Regions from separate parts of the Astyanax mexicanus genome. Here region 2 is linked to region 1. A link is a contact called in public Hi-C data. All regions are on one chromosome and are shown on one strand. Each heading gives the region's core, a stretch centred on a gene start, on an enhancer-like site or on the middle of the called end of the contact. The rest is flanking DNA. Distances are from core to core; before and after follow the strand shown.

Region 1 (7,494 bases), core at 2,933-5,432:
TTATTTATTCATATATTTGCTTTTTGGAATCTTTTGCGTGCTTCCCACATGACATTTTATGGAAACTTTTGTAAATATTCCCTGTAACCATTTGAAACAAGGTTTGTTTTTATAGTAACAATATCATTTTTTAAATTTTGGATTACTATTCTTTAATGCTTTAATGCAGTGGTTCGCAAAACATTTTAGACCGTCTACCACCCCAACTTAAGTTAAAAAGTCCAAGTGCCACCTAAACGTTATCCATAAAAATATATGCAAGCTAACTAGGGGTGAACGATATGGTCAAAAAAATGCAATGTGTAGTAACTATGTGCATATCCTGATGTCACTGTGAAACACAATTAATTAATTATATAGAAATGTATACTTCAATTCTCAATAGAAATGCTGCTAAACCACAGCAAAAATTTGGTGAAAAAGTCATGCGCAAGGCACATTGCGATACTTACACCCTGCCATCAGTTTATTTTCACACCTTGCGCTGCTAAAACGGTGAATATATCTATGCCAATTAGTACGGTGGTCTAGAAGTGAGGGGTGTTCAGGTAAATTTCTAGCGTGTTGCTATCTTGGCGGAGAAAAACAAAGATGAGCCACTGACTGATTAAAACCCTGACAACCATCAGATATACATGCCTATTTTAGCTATGCAGGTGCTCCAACCTCTTAGCAAGCGTAGACCACCGCTCGTTAAACACACACATGGACACGCCGCAGTGTGCAAATCAAACTTTTACACCAACAATAAACAGAATACTTAATAAAATAATATTGTTGTTCCTGTAAATGACAACCTTTACCATGCACCTTTACAGTGTCAACACGCAGGTCAGTTTCCTCTGCTGCGAAGAGCAGAAGCACAATGCACTGTAGGTCAGAGGTCAGAGTGCACCTGGTTCTTAAAGGGAATGGCAAGTGACATGCTGATCACTTGCTGGTTTATTTCATGTTACACCCAAAACACCCCCATGATTAATTAAGAGAATTAGTTAACCATTTATTTGGTGATGTGCCACCTTGGTGTTCTACACGTACCACAGTTTGAGAACCACTGCTTTAATGTATATTAAATAATAATATAAATACTACTGATTCATTTATTAATAGAAATAAACACAAATTGTACATCATTCAAACCTTGTATCTTTGATGGAAAAGGGCTGCAATTACAGTGTTTGGTGAATCTGGTGTGCGGGTTTGGTGTTTTTCTCATCCTCTAACAACATCCTCTAAGATCTTCCTGTGTCTGTGTCCAATACTGACAAGAGTCTGGTGCTCAAGTATTGACAACAAATCCCTAAGGCTTCTGACCCCATTTCTCAACACTCATCTCCTCCCCCTGCTTTTTTATTTTTTTCCCCATTAGAACCCAGTTTTATTTCCTAGCACACAACCCCAATATCCCATAATCCCATGCAGCTGCTTGCAGTAGATGACATAGGACTGGCTGGCTCTGAGGTTGAAATAGAAGGATAAAATAAGCTTATACTGTATGCTCTGTACCAACCACTAACCACAAGCCACTGTCTCTCTGCAGCCTCAAGCAGGTGGAGACGCCTGCCTCCAGAATATGCCTCAACCTCTGAGGACGAATTTGGCTCCAACCGGAACTCCCCCAAACACGGGCGTCTGCGGCCGGGCACCGCACTGCGCACCAGCAAGGTGAGCGCTACGCTCACAGCCACAACCAGCCCTGGTGGCATCGCCATGAAGCACAGGATGAGGGAGCAGGAGGAGTACATCCGAGACTGGACCGCCCACAGTGAAGAGATTGCCAGGTACCAATCAAATCTGTGTTTATAAAGTCAGTAACACACACACACACACAAATACATATGGGACAGTTTCCCAGACAGGGATTAAGCCTAGTCTTGGATTTCTAAGCGTTTTGAATGGAGATTTTTCATTGAAAAGAAAATATAGTCTACAACAAAGCTTTTACTGCATTTCATGTACCTCCGATGTCGTAGCTGGGAATGATGTCACACTAAGTTGGCTGCATTCCAGTAATCATGCAAATTTCAGTTGATAACAATACATTAATACATTATGCAGTATTTAGTGTATCCCAACATCATGGATACAATGTCCATAGATAAAAGTTGGGCAATGCTTTGTGTATGACTGATTTTATGAGACACAATCTCTTAGAAGTGCTAATTAATTTTATACAGCTCTGGAAAAAAAAAAGAGACCACTTAACAGTTATGAGTTTTTTTTATTTTACTAAATTGAAAACCTCTGAAATAAAATCAAGAGTAAGATGGATGATCACAACCATCAAATTAAGCTGAACTGCTTAAATTTTTGCACCAGGAGTGGCATAATTTTTTCCAAAAGCAGTGTGGTGGCCTGGTGGAGGAGAACATGCCAAGATGCAAGAAAACTGTGATTTCTCTTGAAACTTTATGAATATAAACTTGTTTTCTTTGCATTATTTGAGGTCTGAGGTTTTTTGTTATTTCAGCCATTTCTCATTTTCTGCAAAAAAATGCTCTAAATGACAATATTTTTATTTGGAATTTGGGAGAAATGTTGTGCGTAGTTTAGAGAATAAAACAACAATGTTCATTTTACTCAAAAATATACCTATAAATAGCAAAATCAGAGAAACTGATTTAGAAACAGAAGTGATCTCTTATTTTTTCAGAGCTGTATATGTGCATTTTATCTGAACACTGGAATAATCCAACCTGTATAAGCATTTCAGTCAAAATTTCTAACTTGAAACTAGGAAATTCCAAAATCTGAGCTCAGATATTTGCCTGGGAAACTGACCCTATATGTCCTATATGTTTGTGCACACCCTTACCTACAAATGCATGTAGCCTCCCTGTAGAGAAATACAGTAAATAAAACAGGACTCTCTGGAGCAGATATATAAACATGAACCTAACCTTCTGGAATCATGCTTATCATGCTTTGAGACCAAAGCACTGAGGGGTGGAGCAGGGGAATTGTGTTGTCTGGAATGCTGGTGATTCATTTTATGTTTTCGGTATGAGATGGGGAGTTGGGGATTAGGTGGAGTGAGGTAGTGATCATTTAATATCCTGACCTCACTGATGCTCATGGGGTTGCTGAATGCAATCAGATCCTCGGAGCAATGCTCCAAAGACTCTACTATTTACTATTACTTCAACAAAAGTAAATATGTAGGATTTTTGCTTTAACTCACCAGTGCCCTCAGAGTAGCACTCCTTTTTAGATCCCACTTTTCTCTACAGAAAGACAGAAATACTTGCTGTAGTTGTTATGATTAATTGAACATGAAGTTTGCTGAATGTACTTTAGAACAGAGTGGAGTGGGACATATTGATTTAAAATCAGAGTAGGGAGTATATGCTTGACTAATGCAGAGTCTGGGAATAGGATGTACTGTGCCCTCCAGAATTACTGGCACTTTTGATAAAAAGCCAAAAATATTTATGTTATAACTATGTTGTTAAACTTTATTTCTACACTGAAAATGATGCACGTTTTAAAGCTGTAATGTTTCAGTGATTGAGTACCTATGCCAGCCTCAGTCAACCAGTTCCCACTGAACATGTGTCCTTAGCTGAAGAGTCCAAAAACCATAAAATGTTTGGGTAAACAGAGTTAGATGCAGATTTATCATTTTTGTAATAAAATTCACTGAACATGTATGATTACTTTATGTTTTAATGTGGGCACCAGTAATTCTTGAGGGCACTTTATGAGAGGCGTGCCATCTCAGTACCATATCATGATATGTAATTTTGTTATTAAAAGTAAAATTTTTGAATACATGATCTCAGGCACAGATTTGCCTATTATAGTACTCAAAAACAATATTAATAGTCATTCTTCATTCTTTTTGGGCAGTGACTGAGTTTAACTGGTGCTCAGGAAACCATTCTGTTCTTTTATGTAATCGTGTGACTGTGTTTGGCACTGTGTTTGTGTGCATGTGCTTGAGCCATGTGCTGTAGGGCCCACCTAATGTTTGTGTTTTTGTTTTATTATTATTTGCTGTTTTGCATGTATGTGAACCCCCCCTAGTTCCCGACACCCGTCTGATGGTTAATAGGTTATTTCCCTGTGTGCGCAGGATCAGTCAGGACCTGGCCAAGGACCTGGCTATCCTGGCGCGGGAGATCCATGACGTGGCGGGCGAGATCGACTCGGTCAGCTCCTCTGGCACGGCGCCAAGCACCACAGTCAGCACAGCGGCCACCACGCCCGGCTCTGCCATCGACACAAGGGAGGAGGTACAGTACGCTTCACTGAACATCTCACACCACACTGCTGCTGTGCAGGCAGCTCGAAAAAATCTGCTGTACATTCAAGAGTTATTTCTGCTGTTATTGGTAATGTTGATGCAAGTTTACTTCTGGTGTTTTATAAGTGTCCAAAAATCAGAGGTTTCAGAGGTGGCCTCAAACCAGATGCTTTAGAGGTGACCAAAATGCATAAAATTTTAATAAAATATTACAGAAGATGTATTTTTTCCATTAAATTATATCATATTTTAGTGAGACCTGACTTATAATGACCCGACAATAATCTTTGGACACCTCTAAAACATCAAATTTTTTTGGTCACATTTAAAACTTCAGATTTTTGGTCATCTCTAAAATATCTGATTTTTGGTCATCTCTAAAACATCAGATTTTTAAACATCTATAAAATCTCTAATTTTTGGACAGCTCTGAAACATTGGTTTTTGGTCATCTCTAAAACATCTGATTTTTGGATACCTATTAAAAATGTCTTCAGATTTTCCACCACCTCTCAAACATCTACTTATTTTTGGCCATCTTCAAAGTGTGTTACGATTTTTGGCCACCTCTAAAACATAATTTTTTGTCAACATCCACCATTGGGTTAGCAAATGACAGACATATTCAGAGACCCACCTTTACCCTTTTTCAAGGCAACCAGAAGTTAATATGTTAATTAAAGGAGAAGAGGGTGATCCAATCAGTTCTTCTGGAGACTTTGAGGGTGTTCTTCAATGGTTCCTTAGTAAGGCAATTGGTTTACAACCATGATCATTCAAAACCCATTTAATGGCTAAATGGTTGCCTAGTTCTTCATATACTAGAAAAGCCTATTGTTGATTGGTTATTTATAAAGCATTTCAAATAAGTGTTCTTTAAAACAATAAACTAGTTTAACAATTGCTATGAGTATATATAAAACAATACATATAAAGAACAATTTCAGGACTATATATAACTATTTTTTGTTTATTGTGCATTCTGTTTATATTAAAATCAGTAGCCCGTGAAAAACAAATCATGCTAATTTGTTCTGTAGTTATGTTTATCTGAATTTATTTCAGTGTAACAGTTCAATAAGAACAAAAACAGTTTTCTTACTTAGTTTCATTATAAGAGACTCATTATTGCAATTATGGCTTTTTATCATGCATTCTTTCCCTTGACTTCTTTCTTTGTTTTGTCATTGTTGTTGCAGCTGGTAGATCAAGTCTTTGATGGAGGTCTGAACTTTCGTAAGATCCCTCCAGTGGTGCAGACGAAGGCTCCAGAGATAAACGGGCGCTCGGTAGAGCTCCGACCTCGAGCTCCTGACAGTATGGATCCCCAGGCTGCACTGCGCAGGCGCACATGGAACCGAGACGAGGTTAGGCCGGTATGAGCCTGATCCCCTTTTGCAGATTAGATATACACGCTGAAATAAATCACTCTCATATGCATGTATGCATGTAGATGTGTGTGAAGCACTCTGTAAGTGTATTAACCCCTGAAACTGGATGCATGTGGTCCACACTTTAAATCAGATCTTACTATTTGTGAAATGCTGACAAGCCTGCTGATTTTTATGTGTGTTCTTGCAGGCGGTGTTGGACACTTTGCTGTTGACTTCAGTCTCTCAGTTGTCCTCTAAAATTCGCCACTCTATGGACAAAACAGTGGGAAAAATCAGGTGAGTCAAATTTCTTTAATGTGAGACGTTTTTTTAAATATGGTATAGCAATAAAGTTCTAATGGTTATTGTTCATCTTCAAGGATATTGTTTAAAGACAAGGACAGGAACTGGGACGACATTGAGACCAAACTTAGTTCAGAAACTGATGTGCCACTTCTCAAAACCACTAACAAGGTATGTTTGATAATTGTAACCATCTCAACCTAAGTGTTTTTTTAAGTGGTGTTATTTATATTATTTATTCCAATCAATCAAAGCATGAGGCATTTACTAATAATATTTTAATCTTCTCTAGGAAATATCATTAATTCTAACAGAGCTGAAGAGGGTGGAAAAGCAGCTTCAAGGTAAAGACTGACTGTAAAACAGATTTAAATGAATACATTTAAAAGAATACTCTTTAGGCCTGTCACGATAAGAATTTTTTTGTGGAAGATATATTTTGCCCCAAAAATGATTGCGATACACAATATTTTTGTCATTTTAAGACTATTAAATGCCACTGGCATAATGAAAACAGCATAACATAAAAAACAATTATACACTTTTTAAAGATGACAAATTTTGAATTAATCATTTATTATAATTATACTATATTATATATAACAAGAATTATATACTTTTTTTTCACCTGCTTTAGTCCACACTGTGTGTATGGAGTCACAGGTATTGGAGGATGAGTGGCTGAAATACTGTTCACTGTTATATATGTGAACAAACATACACAAACAAATAAACACAATAGACGTGTTTCATATTGTGTTAATGACAACAAAGTTTAACCTAATATAATTGATCATATAAACATTAACATATAGAAATACCAATAAAGCTAACAATCAAAAAGTAAAACTCCAAATCAAAAGCTGAATGCTGATGTAAAATTTAAATTTTTCACATTTTTAAAGCCAGATAGGAATGTTTCATGGCACAAACACACTTGGCACAAGCATTTTAATCTTTTCTTTTTGTCCTGCAGTTATAAATGTCATGGTGGACCCTGACGGAACCCTAGACGCTCTGACCAGCCTTGGCCTGGGCAGCCCCACCACAGCCAAACCCAAGAGCAGCCCCTGGGAGCCTCAGACTGGTAACGGAGCTTCCAAACCCACCTCCACCACCTCACCCAGCCGAGAGCTACCCAGCCTAGGACTGGACCTGAGCCAAACCCAGCCCAGGGCGGAGGGGGGCGCCGTCACCAACAAATGAATGGAAATGAACTTCTAATGCCTGATACCTGACTGTCCTTAAACGGACCGACCTTTGCTTGTACATACTGTATGTATTTTACTCTCTGTGCCCTCCAAGATTGCAACATGGAAAAAGTCCATTTTTCCATCCTCAAGTGCACAGTGAAGGTCAGACCTGTGGATTCGGACCTCAACAAAGAGGGCAGCAAAGCAAGCAGACGCAGACACAGCTGCTGGCGACAGGAGGCGAGAGGTCCTGGAGCTGCCACTACACATCATCCTTGGTGTCAGAAGCAACTGTGCGTGCTGCAAGTGTGAATGCTCCTGTCGAGGCATGCCGACATGCAAGTCTGACTTTGTCGTGAACTCAACTTTCAACTTTCAC
Region 2 (7,494 bases), core at 3,478-5,977, 79 kb before region 1:
TTTCAAACATAAAGCACAACAGATTATAAGGTGTATTTTAAGTGACACTAGTAAGTAACAGATTTATCTTCTGAAAGATGGGTGAGCAAAGTGCTTCTTTTTACTCACAGAAAGCTTAGATTTCGGGTATTTTAAGATGGTTAGCAGCAGCGCTAGCCGTGGTCAGCAACACTTAGCACTAGTAAATGTGGGCTGACAGAGCTACACTGAGGAACCCTGAGTGATCCAGTAAGACCGAGCGTTATCAGCTAACGGTTCGTCCTACGTAGACCAATATACTCACCTCTGAACGGCAAAAGACCTAGCGCTGCGGTTAGTGGCTAATGGTAATACTGTATAGTGCTGAAGAAAAGTTTACTAAAACTCAGCAGATTAAGTGATTCCAATTTAAAACTACAATAAGGTATTTTATATTTCTTTACATTTTACTCTTGCATTTAGCACTAGAATGGCATATTTACATGTTTGTTTTTTATGCATTTTTTCAGTTTTTCTTCCTGGAAAGTAAAAGAGGCATACCTATTTATTGTATGTACCTTAAGAAACAACAATTTAATTGTATTGTGCTTTCCTAGACAATACATATATATATATATATATATATATATATATATATATATATATATATGTGTGTGTGTGTGTGTGTGTGTGTGTGTGTGTGTGTGTGTGTGTGTGTGTGTGTGTAAATATGCAAAATTACAAGAGAGCTATTACTTACTAGTCTTCTTGGTTCATGCTTTATTACCTAAATCATGTAACCTACCTTGAGAGCACATTTCCTTTTTGAAGGAGAAAGAGACGGAACTTGTGATTCTCGGGGCTGTTTCTGAAGCAAAGAACGCAGCTGATTGGCTGAAAAATAAAAGCAGAGAACTTAACTGACAACTGATAACTGACAACTGACAACTATATATATATATATATATATATATATATATAATTTCAGAATGTTGCCCTCTGTTTCTCTGCATACGTGATTTTTCTCGTTTCACCCTGTTGTTTAACACTGACATGGTGGTGGTGTGTTAATATATGTTATGCTGGTAGGAGTAGATCAGACACAGCTGTGCTGCTGGAGTTTTTAAACACACAAATGTCCAATCTATTATACAGTCCTACCCTGCTGCTCCAGCGTGTAAATGTAAAGTCAGAGACAGAAGCTCATCACTGAAATAGAAGAACTACAACCTGTAATTGTAGCTCTACAAAATGTCCTATATGCTCAGTAAAGCTGAAAAGATGGGTGTAAATAATGTGTCTGAAATAAATAAATGCTTGATTATGGTATATTCTGATATACATACATTTTATCATATTTCGCATTAACTGTCTATGGATCGGAGGCATACCTGCTTCACTCTGCTGCACATGCTGCTGTGAGCTGTCCTGCATGCTGTTATCACTGCTTCCCTGTTCCAAGGCCTCGGATTCAGAGCTCTGGTTTGCCAGCATGCTGCTCAGCTGCTGAATACTGCGGTTGGCTTGCTCTGGGGCAATATATAAAATACAGATTAAACTGCTGAAGTGTCTCACACTCAAGATTACAAGAAACAAAGCAACAACAGAGTTTTGTACTGCAACCCTTTACACTGTTTCGAACATCTGAGTCTGTGTAAAGCTACAAAGCATATCGGCTACTCTTTTTATTATGCTATGAAAATGTCAGGGGAGCATGCATAATTGATATGCCAGTGGTGATTTGGGGTTTAAAGAGTTTTAGCTGACTCCACCCTACACAGCTTAAATAATAATAAAAACAATATAAATTTTGGGACTATTTAATGACAAAAATGAATAAAGAAAAAAAAACAAGTGTATTTGGTGTAAAATCAGGCATTGTAGAGAAACGTATCAGGTAAGAATAACACAGTGTCAATTGTTGGTTATCATACTATGTACCTTTGTTTTTAGTAAAAAACAAACAATTTTACAAATAAAACCACAGTAGCAGTTTTTAAAAAAATATTTCAAGTTTCAAATCTTTTTTCAACTTTGTTTCTTACTGCATGATTCTTTATGTGTTCATCATAGTCTGGATGACTTTAGTATTTATTCACAGTGTAGTAAAAATAAGACCACTGAATGAGAAGGCGTATACAAACTTCTAACCGGTACTGCATATATTTATGTATTTTTATATATACAATATTTTGTAAGAAAAGACAGCATTCAGATAAAATTAAGATTCATTTAAAATTTCGGTTTAACTCAAAGAACATATGTATATTCACTGGGCATTTGAGGCAGCATATGAAATGCCTTTATTTAAAAACTACTTTATTTAACAACTATTTTAAGTTATATTAAACCACAACACTAGATTTGACCTAATAATTCGCTACTTTTCTGCAAAGCTAGGTTAGTTAGTTTAGCAGTCGAACATGCAAATAATTAAAAACGGTCTAAAACGTCTACCGCACGGGATTTTAAGGGCATGTTTATTTTCTGTTCAACGCAACGTAACGTTAATTTTAGTTAATTAACGTTAAGCAGCATCACCTCTCAGTTTCTTCTGATAAGCTCCCAGTTCCTCCTCCTCGTCCGAGTCCAGCGACGGCTTCATTTTAGCCTGGATTAACTGAAGCTCGTCAGAACATGTGTGCCTAATCACCTGCTACAAACTCTAATCAGTCCCGTCTAAAAAATCTATAATATTATTAAAATAACCCAACGCTCTGCAGAACTACAACCTGTGACTGAGTCCCTAACCGTCAACACTCGAATCACAGGTCAAACTTCCGTCAACGTCCCCGCAAAGGTTGCTGGGAACTGTAGTCCCACGGTGACCTCCTCCCTGATACTGAGAACGGGGATAACGAGGGTAAAAACTACACATTGGAAGATGCTAATATTTTAATGAACGATGAAGACAAAAAACGCAATCATATTTTCGCGTAAATCATTGTCTAAAATCACAAACATGTATGTATTACAATAAAATCGCCGTATCTATATTTAAAATACAGTTTTTAAAACATGGTACGCGTCTTTGTGCGCGATGACAACATCGCTGAGGCCACGCCCACTGGACTGTGTTGGAACTGCAGACGCTGGCGCTGCTGTAATATCAGAGAGCCTGTAGCGAGGAGAAGACCCACTCGAGAATGTATTCCCCCAGTTTGTCACTTTTAAATTCAGATACTAGAGGGCGCTGTATATGTATTTGTTTTGATTATGTGCATAAATTATATGGTTTTATATGGAGCAATTGGGCAAAATCATAGTTTATCATGTCAAGTCAAGTCAACAGGCTTTAATTGTCATCACACCTGAGTACACAGTGTATTGAATTTATGTTACTCTGGAACCATGGTGCAAAATGGAACAACAAAACAATAGACAACATAAAGTGCAAAAGTGTAACATAAAACTATAACACTACAATAAATGCAATAAAAACAACAGACAAGACAAGACAACAGACAGTTTACCAGACAGGACAGTGCAGTACCAATACTAAGAATAATATGCTGAGATATGTAACATACTGTAACATATAGAACATACATGATCACAGCAGTAACTGAGATAGAGAGTTTCTAGTTTTTGTGAAATGAAGCAGCAAATATTGCTAATAGGGATATAGACATTTCGGTGTGTGTGTGTGTTTGTGCGTGAAGAGAGGTGGGGGGGTTCAGTTTAGTTCTGTGTTAAGGCCAATTTATACTTTTGAGTCGAACCTACGGTGTAGCCTATGCGTCACCCCATACCCTACGCCGTAGCCTAAGCTTCACTGTGTGCCCTACGGCGTTGCCTACGCCATAGCTCGATTCGCATCTCTCTGCAAATGTAACTACGCGTCGTGTGACGAGGACATCTCGCATCTCCTCCCACACATTCCTGCCTTCGTGGTTTAACTAAGGGCTAAGGACTAAGGGCAGAGCAACACAGAGTTGCTGATATGTGCACGCAGAAGTATAAGCGCACTCCGCATAGCACACTCTCCCTGGATACACGTAGGCTATGGCGTAGTTTTCACGCAGAAGTATAAATTGGGCTTGAGTGTGTTGGATGTGTGATGAGCGGGTTTAGCTCCGTCTCTGTGTGTTGAGAGGTCTGACTGCCTGGTGGATGAAGCTGTTGCACAGTCTGTTAGCGGAGGCACGGATGCTCCGGTATCTTCGAAGAGTCCACATGAGGGATGTGTGTGTTCGTCCACAATGCTGGTGGCTTTGTGAATGCAGCGTGTGGTGTAGATGTCGGTGATAGAGGGCAGAGAGACTGGTCTTCTAAGCTCTCCTCACTATTGGCTGTAGGGTCTTGCGATCAAAGATGTTAAATTTATAAATATTTTATTATTTTTATCCTGACAAATGTAGTTATTTTCTTTAATATGGAAAAATATTAAATGTTTCAGTGCCACAGAAATCATTTTAAAGCGTATAAGCCTTTTAAATGTGCTATTTAGCATTGTTTAGCAGTAACGCTAGCATCTTTACTGCCTAAAAACTGTTTGATGTAGAAAATTGGAAACATACAGATACTTTTTCTAGTTTTTGCAGAGAAAAAAAAATCTTCAGGGAATTAAAGGAAAATCCGGATAAGTATTTCGTTTCTATTGTTAATTTGAGTTTTAAGCCGTTTAGCTCCATTCTCCTTCATTTATTAAAGACTCACTCACGCGCTCCCTCTAGAGGTTAGCAGTCGTTGACTGAAATAACGGAGAGAATAGAAAGTGGGCGGGCTCTTAATAACCCGGCTCTGGCTATGATGTCCTGCCTGCCTGATTCCAGCCTGCCGTAGGTCGCCGCTATTTGTTAGGAATAACGTTATTGCTGAGCAACTGAGACGTAGGAGCACATACTGGGCAGGGCACTGAAAACCGTTGGGCTGCTTCTGAATTGGATCTTTGCACAAAAAGGGGAACAGAAAGGGGTGAGTAACAGTAATATGTCAATCAATATTATATTGCTAGTTATATTTTTCGGAATGATGGATGGATGTTTAATGGTGCATCGGCAGCAAGGGCAACGTTAACGCTAGCTTATTGTTGGCGTGTCTAAAAAACGTTTTTCTTGCCTTTCCTATAACCTAGGTTAGCAACGCTAACGTTACTGACTCGAGGCCGTATCGGATGTTCTTCATAGAGCAATATGTGATGAATTCAGTTCTATTTTAGATTAATGGTGTAAAATTCGCTGCAGAGACGCGTTTCGGCCGGCAGAACTTCAAGCAGCATCACAACGTGTGCAATCAGCATGCCAGATCTGTGTTTTTCAGAGCTGTGGCAGCATCATGGCTCAGAGATCCTGATTTGATTGTGGGTAACGTTATTCGTGGGTTTTGAATATGTGCAAAACGTTTCAAACATCTGGAATATGTTTGTAATAATGAAAAACACGCGTTTACGTATGTGTAGTGGATTTCAGTAATTTATTTAACTATGGATTGCTAGCTAAATTATAAGATCAGTCTTTCAGTATCATTCAGGCATCCATCAATCCTACCCAGCTGGCATTTCAACGTTGAATCAACATTTATGTTATGGTTGAATCAGCGTTGGATTTGGTGTTGATTTTGAAAAGTGAACTATCGTTGATATGGCAACGTTGTTTCAACGTTGTACGTTTAACCTTTAATAAACCATAGCACACTTAAACTAGAAAATACTTTGGTTAAGAGTGTTAATAAACACAGTAAAACAAACTGAACATTAATATACCCCCAGATATGGTGAAGAATTGGTGCCAAATTTTTAAGAATTTCCTGCAAATGGAAGTAAAACTACTTTGTCCTCCCTCTATCCAACCGTTTTTTAATTGTATGGTGATGAAATGTAAAATGTTCATTCAAAAGGCAGAAGGTTAAGGACATTATGTTGATTCAACGTAAAAAATGTTAACGTTTGCACAACCATTTAGCATTAAATGTTGTTTCAACGTTGAAACAACAACAGACATTACTTCAATCATATTTCAACCACATTTTAATGTTAAAGGTCGGTTGTGTGTCAGCTGGGTAGGTTTAATGTGGTTAATGCGAATTCTCATTTAATGGTAACAGGGCGTTAAGAAGTATAGCTACCTAACCTAGATATCGTATTTTTAAAATGTGTATTATATTATTAGCTGCTCATGCCCTACAGAGATGTCCTAAGAATACCAGTGTTAAAGGACACAATTTAAAGCATTGGTCGAGTTCCCTTTGTGTTCTCTCTCTCTCTCTCTCTCTCTCTCTCTCTCTCTCTCTCTCTCTCTCTCTCTCTCTGTCTGTCTGTCTTTTTGCCTGGCTACATCTGGCCTGAATATTTCCATTCAGCCTCAGTGAACCCGCTGGATAGCTTCCGCTCTTTACACAACATCGCTCCCTTAGTTATTAATATGTTACTAAACGGTAACCTAACTAGTGTTAATACACTGTAGTACACTGTAGGTTACACGCAGCTATAACCGGCGATAACAAAGCAAACCCCGGTTCGACTTTGCTGATCATGTCCACAGGGCTACAGCTAGGTTAGCTGAGTGCTGCTGGATAAAGGGGGGATCCCGGTGGGACTCGTGCTGTATACATTTATTTATTTCAGTTCCTTTCTCTCAGTTCTACCTATTTTGAGTTAGACTAGACAGGCTGTAGCTACGCTCACATTAATTTCTCCATATATATTTAACTAGCTAAGCTAAGAGTATTGGTAAAAAATAAACATAATACGAACAATATAGGTACAGTAAGAAACATCGGAAAACTGGAACATATAAACCTGATAACAGTTAGCTACAGGACGTCAACGTTTAACACGTCTAACAAAGCAAAGCAATGGGGGACAGACTACCTTCTCCTTTCCCTCCTACTGCTCAAACTGGAATATTTGGACAGGAGCCATGCTTTCTCCCATGGCCAGATGCTCTCCTCTCTCAAACTGAAACTGTGCTTTACTGGGCCGCAGCATTGGGCTATTAGATGACACTATGAGGGTCCTTGTAATTTAGATTAGCAACAAGTTTTAGATTTTTTAAATGTTGTGCTTGTAAAATGTGGCCTATTTATCTTTGCTTCAAGGCAGACCTGGTACTACAGGCCCTCTGTTTTGAGTGTGCCTCTGAAAAATGAGTTTAGGCCTTTGTCTTCTATGATAGTCAAAATGGCTAGATTAAACTTAAATTACATTACTCTAACAATAATAGGAGCTGCTGGTGGATTCTGCTTAGAATTATTAGTGTTTATGAAAGAGGTTTTAGTGAACCCCAAACACCAAAATACATCCACAGAAATGAAATATTATGATTAGTTTAAAGCTAACACTAGTTAATCAGTAATCAGTAAACCTGAAGCTGTCAGATGCTACAAAATACAATGTAATCAAAATCAAAATGTAATCATTGTAATGTTTGAATTACACTGATTAGCAGAAATAAATATGGTTCCATTAACTGAAAATAATTTTGTCAGTGTTATAGTTAAGTCCAATTTGGAAAATATAGCCTACTTTCAAACAGCATTTTGCAGTAAACTGTCTCTCTGTGTTAATTAGTGTAAATAAGGTTTAATTAATGGGCT

The links. Hi-C and Micro-C count contacts between places; a contact is called where the count stands out from the background.
Region 2: a Hi-C map of muscle shows a contact between it and region 1, with 18 times the contacts expected there. The contact joins the promoter of cep170aa here to the enhancer-like site in region 1. A contact is called at or near these places in 2 of 3 Hi-C or Micro-C datasets (both in muscle).

Annotation. Positions count from the first base shown.
Region 1 is chr7:22,501,224-22,508,717 of AstMex3_surface, reverse strand. It overlaps cep170aa (centrosomal protein 170Aa), which reads left to right. Exons shown (of 20, transcript XM_049481361.1): 14 at 1,541-1,781; 15 at 4,055-4,235; 16 at 5,446-5,622; 17 at 5,828-5,916; 18 at 6,000-6,093; 19 at 6,215-6,266; 20 at 6,899-7,494. The coding sequence ends at 7,128. Among protein-coding and RNA genes, the nearest start is that of dync2li1, 22 kb to the right of the region's middle. Within about 2 kb of position 4,182, the one cell type or tissue checked has an H3K27ac peak away from gene starts, as active enhancers do.
Region 2 is chr7:22,580,943-22,588,436 of AstMex3_surface, reverse strand. It overlaps cep170aa (centrosomal protein 170Aa), which reads left to right and starts at 4,727. Exons shown (of 20, transcript XM_049481361.1): 1 at 4,727-4,875. sdccag8 (SHH signaling and ciliogenesis regulator sdccag8) reads right to left here and starts at 2,813. Exons shown (of 18, transcript XM_022684945.2): 1 at 2,500-2,813; 2 at 1,350-1,487; 3 at 764-852. The coding sequence starts at 2,563.